Regions from separate parts of the Gossypium arboreum genome. Here region 1 is linked to region 2. The links are chromatin contacts, called in public Hi-C maps. All regions are on one chromosome and are shown on one strand. The core of a region is the stretch at or near the end of the contact, and the rest is flanking DNA. Distances in the headings are between cores, read along the strand shown. Region 1 holds the start of LOC108458420 (protein BREAST CANCER SUSCEPTIBILITY 2 homolog B-like). Region 2 holds the start of LOC108460993 (40S ribosomal protein S4-like).

Region 1 (6,795 bases), core at 1,626-4,125, 230 kb after region 2:
ATAAATTGCTTCCATGTATATAAATATCTTCTCAAACAAAAAAAAATTCAGATGCAAAACAAACAACTCACTGTAATTGGATACCTGTACTTTAATTCCTCAAGTACATTGGAGACCGTCAAAAATTTTCCAGCACATTTGGAAGGATAGCACCTCTCATAGCATGCAAGTTTCCAAACAATCCACTTATAATGATTTGCGACCCACCTAGACATGCAAGGGGAGTAGGAATGGTTTAACAAATATACATTGCAAAATGCAGATGAGAAACAGAGTTTAAAAAATACATGGCACATATAGCAATACAAACAAGCAAAAGTCAACTATAAAGCAACCTCAGATTTGGTATATATCAAAAAATACTTAGAGGTAGCCAACTTTGAGCAAGCAACCAATAGCATCAGTTTATTCATAACTTGCTGTATACCATGAAAATCATTCAAAAAAGTTTCAAGTACTAAAGATTTGAAGTAGGCATGGATAAGAGAAAAAGGTGATTACTCTTTAGAAACGTGTTGCACAGAAGCTCCAGAATGAGACAACATGTCATAAAAAGTTTCTGCCCCAATTCGACATAAGCTAGTTTCATCTTTAAACAAATACTCGTAAGCATTCGCTGGTGTGATCTGTTTACCTTTGATTGGGAAACACTTCAACTAAAGCAAGCCAGGAATATAAACAGGTGTCAATGGTGAGGAATTAACCAATTTCTTGAAGGCAATAAGCTGTAATGAGAAGCTGTTTACCGTGCTGCAGGCTGAAGGAGGCACAGCAAAATATTCCTTTATATATACTCTTGGTACTTGAAAAGGATATTTAGTGGAAACTGTTCTTTTGCAACATGTATGATCATCTAATGAAGTAAAAAGGCATACATTAACAAAGAGAATAAACCAAAATGAGAAATCATAAAACTAAAGCAAGTTTTAGAGGCCTGATAAATTTACCATTTGCTACCAAGGAAACATCATTATTCAATGGAGCAGAGATCTTGGAACAGCGGGGTCTTTTGAAGGGAGAAACAAAACTTGATCTTCCAATTCTCCTCTTTTCATTCATAACCTGTTTGTTATTTGTTTGAGATGTAGCAATGTTATTTGAAATATCAACCAATGGCCCACCAAATGACCTTCTAGGCAAATTAGTCTGTGAACCAGAACCGCTAGGCAAAGAATTGTTAGTTGCAAAATTTTTCTCAGAAAGCCTATTGATTGATTTCAAAGCATTCTGTGGAGAAGGCATATTGATGGCCGATGCACATGCACTAGAACTTTCAACTGCATCAAATTTTTCAATCAAATTACTCCCAAAACTTAAATTTTCTGAATTGAATATGGACCTTGTTTGCTTGAAAGATGATTTCAGTGGGGATGTGAAATCCTTGGATGTGTCTTTACTTACTGGAAATGAAGTAAAGAAACAGTTTTCCTTGTTTAATGAAGCATCATTAAAATTTTCCTCCTTGTAAACTGTAAATGGTGGAACCTCTTGATCCATTTCACCGAAGAAATTTCCTAGCTCTGGGTCACCAAGAAGACTCCTTGCACGCTTCAATGCATCACTTGAAACTGACAATGATCTTCCACCTGCAGTATGAAACTTGATTGGAGGTGGTTTGGGAACTGAATCAAACATTTTGGAATGCATTGGAGTTGAGTCATTTTCACTGCCTAGTTCACCTCCTAGTAAACGATTCCTAGAGTTTAACATGTGCCTTGGTTCTGATGTAACATCCATAACCCCATAATTTTGCAAATCTTCTTTCTTCCCTGAATGAGAAAACCTTTGGCAGTCATAAGGTTCATTAGTTGCAGGTAACCTCCTTGGATGTTGAAAACCTTCAAAATTGTGATTCTCATTATCTTGTTCAAGTCCCAAAAATGTCTTAGCTCTGACCAGACCAGCTGAAGATATGTTAACCATTTTCCCAGAGCCCGTTTGAAAAAGAGAGTTACCGCAGCCATTGTTCACTGGAATCAGTTTGCCTGTGTGGCAGATAAGTTAAAAAAAAAAAAGAGCTTGGTCCCGCAATTTTACAATGAGCTTGGTCCCGCAATTTTACAATCATCTCAGTGAATATATTAAATGGTTCTAGTAACCAATGCTCCTTGGTTCCTAAAAATAGAAAAACCATTCCGAACATAAATTCAATTCCTACATTTTCCCCTTTTTAATTTCAGCTTCATATTATCCAAATGACATAAGTTTCTTCTCTAAATTGCAGAATATAGTTATCAAACAAAAAAAATGAAAGTAAAAGAGAGAAGCTTTACTTGAAGTAACAGTAGAGGCAGCGTCGTCGTTGGCGAGGATAGATAATGCTTTTGCAATTGAAGATTCTTTCAATGCCACCGATTTCCCCAATCCGGTTCTGAACATCGGATATTTCTCAAATTCTCCATCTCCATTCTCAATAAGCTTCGAACATCCTGCGTTGGATCTAAGGAATTTGAGAGCACGATAATCAAATACAGACGCGAAATGATTGAGAGACTATTTACCTTGAAGCAGGAGATCGGCCATGGATGGGAGTGGAGGAACCGGAGCTCCGTTCGGGTCATCGGCAGGCTTAATCGGTACGATAGGAGGGGAAGCCTCCCAGCGAAAACTTGTTCCGGCATGAGAAAAAATCTGCCACGTAGACATTTTTGAGGATTTTGGCTAGGGTTTGTGTTTGATGTTTTCTTATGCTATATGCTTCATTGAGTTTCGAGTATTGTAACAAATTGAAATTTTTGATGTTTTGATAAGGCGGGAAACGTAAAATATTACGGGGGAGATGAGATGATAAATTGGATTTGGAGGGGAGTATTTTCAGGTTCGTTGGGCTTAAGCTAATCTGGATGCAATTTTGTTGGGTTTTTTTATGATTTTTTCTAAGTAATTTTTCAAAATTAGATTGGTAGTTAAATCAATTAGGTTATCGGTTCAATCATTTCATCTGATTCAATTGAATAAATTATTAAAAATATTAAAAAGTAAACAAAGTCTAGATTTAATATCTGAGCCAATCAATTTTTAGTTAAATCAATTAGTCTAAAACCTTTCTTTGAACCGATATCTTGACCGGTCTAGTCAAACAACCATGAGTTTTACTTTTGTTTTCGTTTTTTCATGCTAATTGTGGATTTGTTTTCGTTTTCGTTTTCGTTTTCGTTTTCATTTTCTTTATGCCAAAATTGGAATTTTAACTTTTTTGAAGAATTTAAATTTATTTATATATAACTTTTAGATATTATTTGTTAAAATTTAACTGTGTTTTTCTTAAATTTTTAAAATATTTAAATTTAAAATAAATAAAAAATAATTAATAAATTTTATTTAATCTTTTTCTAAAATATATAAATTTTAAAATTATTTTTGTATTATAAAATTCTAATTATAAATTAATAAAAAATAAAACTCAATGCGATTCAAATAATTGTAATCTTTTAATTTATATTTTAACTATATAAACACTTCGGATGGAATCAATTTTCAATTTCTTAATTTTATTGATCAAACTTTTTTTTTTTTGTAACAATAAAACAATATCAATTACAAACTATAAGTAGAATCCGAATTGGAAAACCGAACACATCTATCAAACCAAATCTAGTCATCAACCGAGGGAGGAGCCACATGAAAGATTCGCTTGCCAATGGGATAATCTTTCATCGAATTAGCCAAGATATCAGCAACATAATTCACCTCTCTAGGTACTTGCTTTATAAGCACTCTCCATTTACACAATTCTTGGATATGCAAAATCAAATCTCTATTTGAATGTCCTTTATGATACCCATGGATACCTTTGATAGCCAAGGCACAAACTGTTTCAATAATAATGTTCGTCCATTTAGCCTCCCAAGCTAATTTGAGGCTGTCATAGATGGCCCAAAGTTCAGCTCGAAGTACACTGCATCTTCTAATATTTCTTCTTAATCCCCACATCCATTGCCTTGCTCATTCTGTGCTACTACTGTCGTATAAGCAAGCCCCAAATTCGGATTACGAGCATCATCTGTGTTCAGTTTAAAGAAACCTGTAGGTGGAGGAACCCATATCTGATCTCTGCTTCAATTCACAATATTCCCTTTATAGGAGTTTGTCCTTGCTTATGGACCTTGCCCACCCCCACGAAGAGTTGATCATACTAAATATGTTAAAATGGATATCTTAGAACACGCATAAGTTCCACTGTTTCCAAATCCTCCAACAAACAATGCCAAAAAGAAGGGACCAATCTACATCTTGAAAATTAACATCAAAAGTATTTTTCAAGTTGGTAGATAACAATACCTTCAGCAAGGAAGAAAAAAACTGGTTTGAAATCCTCTTGGGGATTAACTGCTTCCACATTTCTTTAGCTTGGCTACAATCTCGCAACATGTGAAGGCAAGATTCTTCAACACTTTCGCATAGCTTGAACGAAGGATCAACAACGAAGCGTCTCCTACACCATTCCTTATTAGTAAGGAGACACTCCTTAAACACCACCCAAATAAATTGATGAATACGTTGTGAGACATTTAAAGACCAAGCTAGCTTCCATTTTGCTTTCAGCGGGTTTAACGAATTTTTTGTAAGCATATCATAGGCTTATTTGATACTAAAATTTCCACTAGAAGTCCAACTCAATATAATTCCATTAGGGCCTACAAGAGAATTCAAGGTCGGAATGTCGCCTATAATGGATAAAATTTCTTCATTCAATAAGCATCGCATATATTCCCAATTCCATTTACCTTCCATATTCACAACCTTACAAAGAGTGATATATTCATCAATCAAAGAAGGAGCCAAGCCATGGTTAATGAGAGGACCTACCTCTGCTATTCAATTATCAGTCCAGAATTTGATAAGTTTCTCATCACTAATTGACCAAAGAATACTTTGACGCAGAAGGGGCCAAACCTTGGAAAGAGATCTCCACATGAAAAAATTTGCTTCTGGAAATTTCCTCGGGGCAAACTTCCAAAATTTTATACTTAGTTTGGAGAACTCTTGCCCATAATGCTTGATCATCAGCTAGGAGGTTAAATCCCAACTTTAGCATAAATGATTCATTTTGTTCCTTAAGGCAACGGATACCAATTCCTCCATTAGGCAAAGGTTGACAAATATCCCCTACCTTACCAACGACAATTTCTTGGTAGCTTCAAAACTCCCCCATATAAATCTTCGAGCAATCCTCTCTATTTCAGTATAAATGCTAGATGGAATTTCATGGTTTGCATGAAGTAGTTAGGGATGGACAACAAAACTAACTGAGCTAGTGTCACTCATCTTGCCATAGAAAGCATCTTAGCATTCCAATTATCTAATTTCTGTCTTACCTTATCTACCACAAACTTAAAAGTATTAGTCGTTATACGTCGATGGAAAAGAGGCAGTCCCAAATAGATACCCAAGTCATCAGTTTGACAGAAGCCAAGTACACTGCATATATCATTAGCATAGTTGGTATCAATATTGCTAGAAAAGAACACAGCAGTTTTGAGTCCATTGACTTTATGACCTGAGGCAGCTCCAAAAGTGTTAAGCACATTCTTTATGTTCCTAGCTTGATTTATATTCGCTTTTGCAAATAATAAGAGATCATCAGCAAAAAATAAGTGCGACACGGAAGGGCCATTCTTACCCAACATAATAGGTTTCCAAGTTTTATTCTCTACACTCTTGTGAATAAGTTTCCCCAATTTCTCCATACACAGCATAAAAATGTAGGGAGACATCGGGCATCCTTGTCTAATACCCCTACTTGAAAAAATTTCAGTCGACGGTTTTCCATCCCACAGAATCTGCATGGACACTGTTGTAATACATTCTATAATAATCCTAGACAAATTTTAAGGAAAATCAGTAACACCCTAACTCAGTATCCATTGCCGAGCAGGTTTGAGCATTACTACCATTTGCGATCACTAAAAAATTAAAATACTTACCGATTCAATGCATCATATAAAATAAATATATTACCATTCAATCAACAGTTTGGCACTTGTATAAGCATCAAACAACAACATTGTTAGTATACTTGCACATATCTCATATAAATTCAACATTGATATATCTATTTTCTCGACATGTCGCACTTGAGTTTAATAATAGTCTCAATTACATAATTTCCTTGTATCAACATATCAAAGATAATCATATATGTACATGTCATGAAACATATCATGCTCTTACCGCTTTCTTCACAAGCATATATCATTCCATTATATCAATATTTTATGCTTCATCATTTCCATATATTTTATGTATATTTATTCGGTAATAGCTTATATCAAACTTAACATAAATTATATTCCATGTACTTATACTTATTTCATTTATCCATTTTCATAATTATTTTATACAACGCTTTTGTACATATATTTCCATATGACCAGTTCTTGTAAACATTTCACACAACCATTTCATATAACCATTCATCATCTGATACATTTTACCTGAATATCAATTGTTCAATAGATGTTATAGCGTCTCCCATCCACGGTCTTATTTATCTTTGACGTGATGCCATAGTGTCTTTCAACTATGGTCTTACTCATTTTCTGTCATGTTGCCATGGTATCTTTCAACCACGGTCTTATTCTTTTCATGTCACGTTGCCATGGTATCTTTCAACCATGGTCTTACACATTTCATATCAGATAGCACACTCCCGCAAACCTCATCCTTACAGTGGGATTACCATCAAGCTAAATCCTCAGTAATATAAACTCATAGAGTATTGTCGGGATTACCGGTCCGGGCTAAATCTCGCAACGACAATTACTCTAATGAGCTTGGATCCAATTACTAGTC
Region 2 (7,309 bases), core at 160-2,659:
CTGTTGATGATTGAGGAATGATTTGTCTTCTTGTGTTAAAATACATATTTATTTAAGTATTTTGTTTATTGTTTAATGTTTAATGTCAAAATCCTTTGAGACAATTTATTACAAGTGTTGGAGATTGATTGAGCCATGTGGATTTTAAATTTGACAAAAATTTATAACAATCTTAATAAATAAACCTAAATTTTAAATTCAAAAATTAAAAGACTAAATTTTAAAAATAAAAATATGAAGATCAAATTTTAAATATATAAATAATACAAAAATTTTGAGCATATTATAATTTTAATTTTTAATCTTATAATTTAATCAGAAAATAAATAATTTACCAAATAATAAACAATATTTAACAAAAATATTTATGTGGATAAAACATCAATGAGTGTCTAAATATGCAAGTTTTGACATTTTATTTATTTAGTTTTCTCTTGTAAAAACTCGAAACCATTCAATTTCATTTCATATTCATTGAAGAATATTTCTTATTCGAATTTACTGTACATTTTGGTACTTAAAGATAATAAAGTTAATTTTTAGTGTTTAATTTAAATTTTAAAATTGATCAAATGAAAATTCATAATTAGCTAATAATATTAGCGATTAATTTTATAACATCCATTCATAAAACTTAAATTATATCACATCCGTTCATAAAACTTAAATTACATCACATCCATTGGATTGTGTTTGACAAATTAAATGTAAATTTAAACAAATTCACAATTAACACTAAATTTATTCTATTTACAAAATTATGAAAATTTCAAACCAAATTATATTAGAAATTAACTTTCATCAAATCAACCCTAAAATCCAAATTGAACCCTAAAAATTAAGCGTATCAAAATATATAACTTTTATCAAATACATGTACCAAATTTAGCCAAAAATAACATAAGTACCACGTTAAAAATGTCAAAATTGAGTACCAAATGATGAAAATACAAGTACAAAACCATAAGTTAAACCTATATTGTATATGGTTAAAATATGCCAGTCTTTATACTTTTATAAATTTAAAATTTAATCTTTGTATTTTTATTTTTAAGAATTTAACCTTTTACTTTTTAGATTTGAATTCAAGTCTAACTATTATCATAATTAAAATTATTTTATTAAATTCAGTTCAAGGCACACCATTTTTTAGTTACATTATTAACAAGTGAATATTTTTTTATTTCAAAATATCACATCAATAAATTTAACAATATTAACAATTAGACCCGAACTTTAAAATCTGAAAAGTGGAGAGATTAAGTTCTAAATGTTAAAAGTACAGGGACCTATAGCATATTTTAACCATTGTATATTCCCAAAAGAACTTGAGCAACTTCAATAAAAAAAGGGGGGATAATGAACCCAAAATTTTATCTTTTTGTGGGCTACTGGCCCATAAACATAGTTTCGGTCATGGCAGACGCCCAATTCATATTTGGATCGAAAACTCTATAATGCCCTCATCTATTAAGATATGCAGCTATTAGGGTTTCTTGTTTGAAGACCCTAGCAAGACACAGACTTTGAGCAAAGCAGCCTCATTTCTCCAAGATGGTTAGTTTCTTCTACTTTTCCTAACTTCGATCCTCTTACCTTTTCTTAACTATTTCATTCTTTGATAGTTATGTAAGTTTCATGGTTTGCTGCTTAGGCTATTCCATTTTAGTTTGTTTAATCACTGTTATTTAAAGTTTTGGGCTAGCTTTCTAAGCAAATGAAAATTGGCCTAATCTTAATTGATTTTGAATGTTTATTATATCTGGGTTTTCTGTGATTCGCACTGTTCATTGTAGCCGGGATCTATCTAATTCCTTGCCTATTTAGTATAAATGTTGTTTTGATTGATTGGGAATGGGGGACTTGAATGGAACCTTAGATTCTTTACCTGCTCTTCATTCATTGTTCTGTTATTTGTAATGGGTAGACAAATTGACACCTTATGCATTTCAGTTTCATTTACGATATGTTGTTCTTTGCGGTGTGTTACAGGCTAGAGGGTTGAAGAAACATTTGAAGAGGCTCAATGCCCCCAGGCATTGGATGCTTGACAAGCTTGGTGGTGCTTTTGTATGTCATCATCTTGATCCCTTCACTTCCATACTAGTTTACTTCTTTTTCTTTATTGATTCAGTTCTCTCTCTCTCTCTTTTTTTTTTTTTTTTGTACCCATCACCTATACCGTTTTAGATGATGTTTTCGTTTTCCATCTCTGCAGGCACCCAAGCCATCGTCTGGTCCCCACAAGTCCAGGGAATGCTTGCCATTGATCCTTATTTTGCGAAACCGTTTGAAGTATGCTCTCACCTATAGAGAAGTCATTGCTATTCTCATGCAGAGGCATGTTATGGTTGATGGGAAGGTTAGGACGGATAAGACCTATCCAGCTGGTTTCATGGGTACGTGTAGTATCTCTTCACTTCTTCAGCTGATTTTGTCAGCTGATTTATTTTATTTGCAGCATACAAACTAGTTAGTTGAATGAATTGTATTTGGCATGGTTACTCGGTTTTCCACATGACTTCAGAATCCTCCCTTCTGCCTACTGTTTTAAGAGCTACTTTTTTTTTTAGGATTTGAATGTTTTCTCTCTGCCTTTCTTAAATTATTCTCTTCAAATATGGTCTAACCATGCTATACTACCTTCTGGCAGATGTTGTGTCCATTCCTAAAACAAATGAGGACTTCCGTCTACTTTATGACACCAAAGGGCGATTTCGTCTCCATGCCATCAGTGGCGATGAAACCAAGGTTCGGATACTCTATCTATACTTGTTTGATCTGCTTGTTCTGATCACATTTGTATGATACTACTTGAGTATTCCAACTTTTTTCATTCTTTTAGTTATAACATTATTATCCATGTGCCTTTTCGTATTTTGCAGTTCAAGCTTTGCAAGGTTCGATCTGTCCAGTTTGGCCAGAAAGGTATTCCATACTTGAATACATACGATGGTCGTACTATCCGTTACCCTGATCCTTTGATCAAGGCTAATGACACCATCAAGCTAGACCTTGAAAGCAACAAAATTGTTGATTTCATCAAGTTTGATGTTGGGAATGTTGTCATGGTCACTGGAGGGAGAAACAGAGGGCGAGTTGGAGTAATTAAGAACAGGGAGAAGCATAAGGGCAGCTTTGAGACAATCCATGTTCAAGATGCTGCTGGGCATGAGTTTGCAACTCGTCTCGGCAATGTCTTCACCATCGGAAAAGGAACAAAGCCATGGGTGTCCCTTCCTAAGGGTAAGGGTATCAAGTTATCCATCATTGAGGAAGCTAGGAAGAGGCTTGCTGCCCAAAATGCTGCCTAAACTTTAGCATAAGACATCCAGATATGTATTGCTGCAGTAGTTTATTCTAAAGATTAGCTGGAGTTGTTTATTTATGAAGTTGTGAGCAAAATTTTGAGAACTATTTACTTCTTGCAATTTATCTTTTTTTCTGTCGGGTGATGTTACCTACTTTACCACCAGGCTTTAAATTATCGAATACTCGGCTGTTTCATGAATATTAGTGCTTTTGTTGGTTAAATGAGAGTTGCCTCCTTTGGGATGAACTCCTTCCCAGCTAATGCAATATTTGTTTCCATGCTCATCATTTTCATTGTAAAGTAATGCAAATGCAACGCAGGTGAAATTTTATCAAAAGCAAGCTTGTGACATTATAGTTTATTGAGCCTCTTGCAGGTTTTTGCCAATCTGACAATAGGTCAAATTTACGTTTTCTCAATCGGGCTTTATTTATAAATATTTTTTTATCCAGTTCAGTAAATTAATTCCGTCTACCGATTTAGCCATTGGTCAAAATTGATTGTCCATGAGTGTAGCGCACTTGGACGGGTGAGGGTCTGATGCCATGAAACCCTAAGTAGTTCTTCTCTCATGGATTTAGTTTGTGGCAAGTGATCATTAACCCCAATTATAACATTGATAGCACCGATAACAGGTTTTCCTGTAATTTTCTCTTCTGATGAGCGTCCTAATAGCATCCTTCAAGCTAATACACTTCTCTTGAATGTCTTGTGTTGTCATGGAATTCACGAAGTTTTCTTGAGTTTCTTTGGCTTGTCTCCTTTCATTGGCGGGGTCTTTCTACCAAACCTTCATTATGGCATGCATGATAGCTGTGCGAGTGGTATTGAGTGGAACTTAGAGTAAGGAGAATTCCAGTAAGGAGAATTCCACTCCCTTTTCTTACTCTGTGGCTATTGATATCTAATGCTTTTGCTATCATTCACTAGATTTGTCTGGCCTTTTATCTGCACGATACATCTTATCCTTTTGGGTTCTCTACCTACCTAGCAACTTCTACCTCTTTAGCCTTAGTTTACAGCATTGCCTTTTAATATAGTTGATAAAGCCTGGTTAGCTGGGCATCTGCAAAAGCATAATGCATGAGTTTGTGTTGCACTCCTAATATGAATGCTTGAATAACCCGCTCGTCTTTTAGCTCCTTTACCTCTAATGTAGTTGTATAGAACCTTTTGATGTATTCCTTCAACGTTTCCTCCTGATTTTGTTTGACATACCTCAAACTTGCTGATGTGCGAGAGGCTATTTAATTACAACCAGAATGAGTCACAAAGTTCCTACTCAACTGGTCAAAGTTGATAATGGGAACCTAGGGCCAATTAGTACCACCATCTCCTGACAGCCCCCTTCAATGTTGTAGGGAAAATTCAACACTAGATAGAATCTGACACATTCCTCAGGTTATGGAAGGCACAGAAATGGTTCGAGTGGTACGCTAGGGCGGCAGAATCATCACATATCTCAGGAGATAGCTTCATCTTGATTGGGATTGTGTTTGATGAATAACTAGCAATACCAGATCATGAGTGACATCTACCTATTCAAAATCATTCCATGCAAGCTCGTCTAATTTTTGGGTAAATTACACCAACAGTCACCCAACTTTGGGATAGCTGACAAAACAGTCACCTAGGTTTCATTTCAGTCACTCAACTTTTGAAAAGTTACAAACAGTCACTAACGTTATGAAAAAGTGACAAAATAGTCACCGATTAACAATTTCCGTTAGGGGGTTAACGAGAGTGCTGACGTGGCAAGTTAACTAGCTGATGTGGCCAGTTAACTTGCCATGTTGGATGAATAGTCAAAGGGTCAAACAAAAAAAGGAAAAGATGATGTCAGAATGATTTTTCTTCTTTTTCTTCTCATCTTTCTCTTTATCTTCTTCTCCCTCAACCTCTTTCTCTTTATGCAACCCTCATCTTTGTTGCTCATCAATGCAGAAGAATAAAAGCTAAATGCGATACTTCGAGCTGCCAATTTGCTATCATCTGATACCTCATTGACAAGGCTGCTGCTGGTAGCAGTGCTGAACATTGTAGCTTCCTCTTTCCCACTGTCCATTTCTTCAGCTACAGAAACCGGGGCAGAAGCAAATATAATTGTCTTCTTGCAGCTATTGTTTGATGCTTTATCTGCAGAAACCAAATGAGGCATCATTATGACTTCCTTCTCCTTTGAGTTCTGCATAGAAGTCAAAATACATCATGTTACTTCCTAAGATGTGAACCCCTAACAGAAAAGTAACTTTAACAATCTGGATACTTGTCACTTTCAGATATTCATAGATTCCTAACTTATGTGGAAAACAAAATTACAATGGTTTTTCTTCTAGTTTCAAATTTTCATATAGAGGGTTCGTTCATTATGGGAAACACATATAATTACTAGAAAACAAGGTGCCTTTGATGCTAAACAAAAACATGAATGCAAAAATTAGGGGATGATAAAATATAATCATGCATGTTTCCCTGCATACATTGGTGATCCATATTGTTATTCCAAGGAATTTCAGCATAGTACATCGAAATTTAGTAACTTTGACCAAGATGAGTTTACTTGAAAACGCTGTTGTTTGATTCCATCACTTTTGCAATTGGATGACATAGCTTCGAGTTTCACTGTGCTGAATTCTGGCATGGAAAGCAACTTTCCAAGGGTAAACAACTCTTTAAAGACATCATCTTTGGCCATTTTCATTGTGTCGTCCATCATTTTCCTAGACAGTATCAAATCCTCCGTATCACATTGACTCGGAATTCTGTTTTTAGGCTCATTTTCTTCTAGAGATAAGGAAATATCTTGGGTACATTTATCAGAAATGGTTTTTTTATTAGAATCACGTTCATTCTCCTTGTCCGTTTGATTTTCTTCTGGATACATGGAACCAGCTTGCATAGATATATCACTCTCCTTCCATTTTCTCTTATTCTTCTTCTCCTCCTCTTCTTTTTCTTATTCTTCTTCTTTTTCTGTGTTTCTTCTCTTATTCTTCTTTTTCTCTTCTTCTTCTACTGCCTAGGGCTGTTTAGGGTTAGAAAGGGCTGTTAAAATGACAGCTAACCCACTGTTAAGTGCCATGTCATTTTTCCATTACAGACGAAACGGAAAATGGTTAAAAGGACTGTTTTGTTATTTTTTCAAAGTTAAGTGACTGAAATGAAATCTAGGTGACTGTTTTGTTAGCTACTCCAAAGTTGAGTGACTGTTTATGTAATTTACCCTTAATTTTTTTGAATGGTTTAGTTGACTGATAGCTATCCATTCTGCGCTTGATTGTGTGCTGGGTCTGTAGAAAAGGTAGGTGGATAAATGAAAACATCTTAATAAATTATGACATTACATTAAAATATGGAAATAAAATGTAAAGTTGTCGACAACAGTTTTGCATGTAATATTATTGTTAAAATGATAGAAGAAAATAAGAATTTTGAATAAAACTTTAAAATGCCTCTGGTATAAAACAAAGCTCTCAAAACTCCTTTATATAAACATCCAATAGGTGTATCTTTTCATAAGATACCCTTTCATAAGAATATATCTTTTAATAAGATACTTTTATAGGGTTTTGTTGTTTTATAAGTAATTTTACATAAAATTATGTCTTTTATATGATAATTTTACGTACAAAAGTTGCCTCTTTAGAACACATCTATTTGTTAATAATTATAATTAATTAGTGTAACAACCTAATTTTCGGTGGTGTCGGAACAGTGATTCGAGATCACTAAATCCTACAAATGAGTAGGAAATATTGTTAATTTAGTGAGTATAAATTAAATGTGAAGTTAGGAAAAATTTTGAAATAGTGAATAGTGTACTAAAAATAAATATTAAAATAATTAGAATCGAAAAAGAGGTATCGAGACCTCGGTAATTTTAAATCGAGCCATAAATATTTTTATAAATATTTATGGAGTGTTAATATGTTAGTATTAAAGTTTCGTCAAGAAATTTTAAAGTTCTGATAGTTAATTGAAAATTTATGGATCTTA

What was found. Hi-C and Micro-C count contacts between places; a contact is called where the count stands out from the background.
Region 1: a Hi-C map of leaf shows a contact between it and region 2, with 2.6 times the contacts expected there. The contact joins the promoter of LOC108458420 here to the promoter of LOC108460993 in region 2. A contact is called at or near these places in 2 of 5 Hi-C or Micro-C datasets (both in leaf).

The regions. Positions count from the first base shown.
Region 1 is chr4:111,435,127-111,441,921 of ASM2569848v2, forward strand. It overlaps LOC108458420 (protein BREAST CANCER SUSCEPTIBILITY 2 homolog B-like), which reads right to left and starts at 2,876. Exons shown (of 20, transcript XM_017757808.2): 1 at 2,502-2,876; 2 at 2,274-2,429; 3 at 948-1,985; 4 at 747-853; 5 at 502-656; 6 at 85-207. The coding sequence starts at 2,646.
Region 2 is chr4:111,207,645-111,214,953 of ASM2569848v2, forward strand. It overlaps LOC108460993 (40S ribosomal protein S4-like), which reads left to right and starts at 1,410. Exons shown (of 5, transcript XM_017760737.2): 1 at 1,410-1,557; 2 at 1,993-2,070; 3 at 2,219-2,399; 4 at 2,654-2,751; 5 at 2,886-3,534. The coding sequence starts at 1,555. The coding sequence ends at 3,314. LOC108460552 reads left to right here. Exons shown (of 2, transcript XM_017760080.2): 2 at 1-132.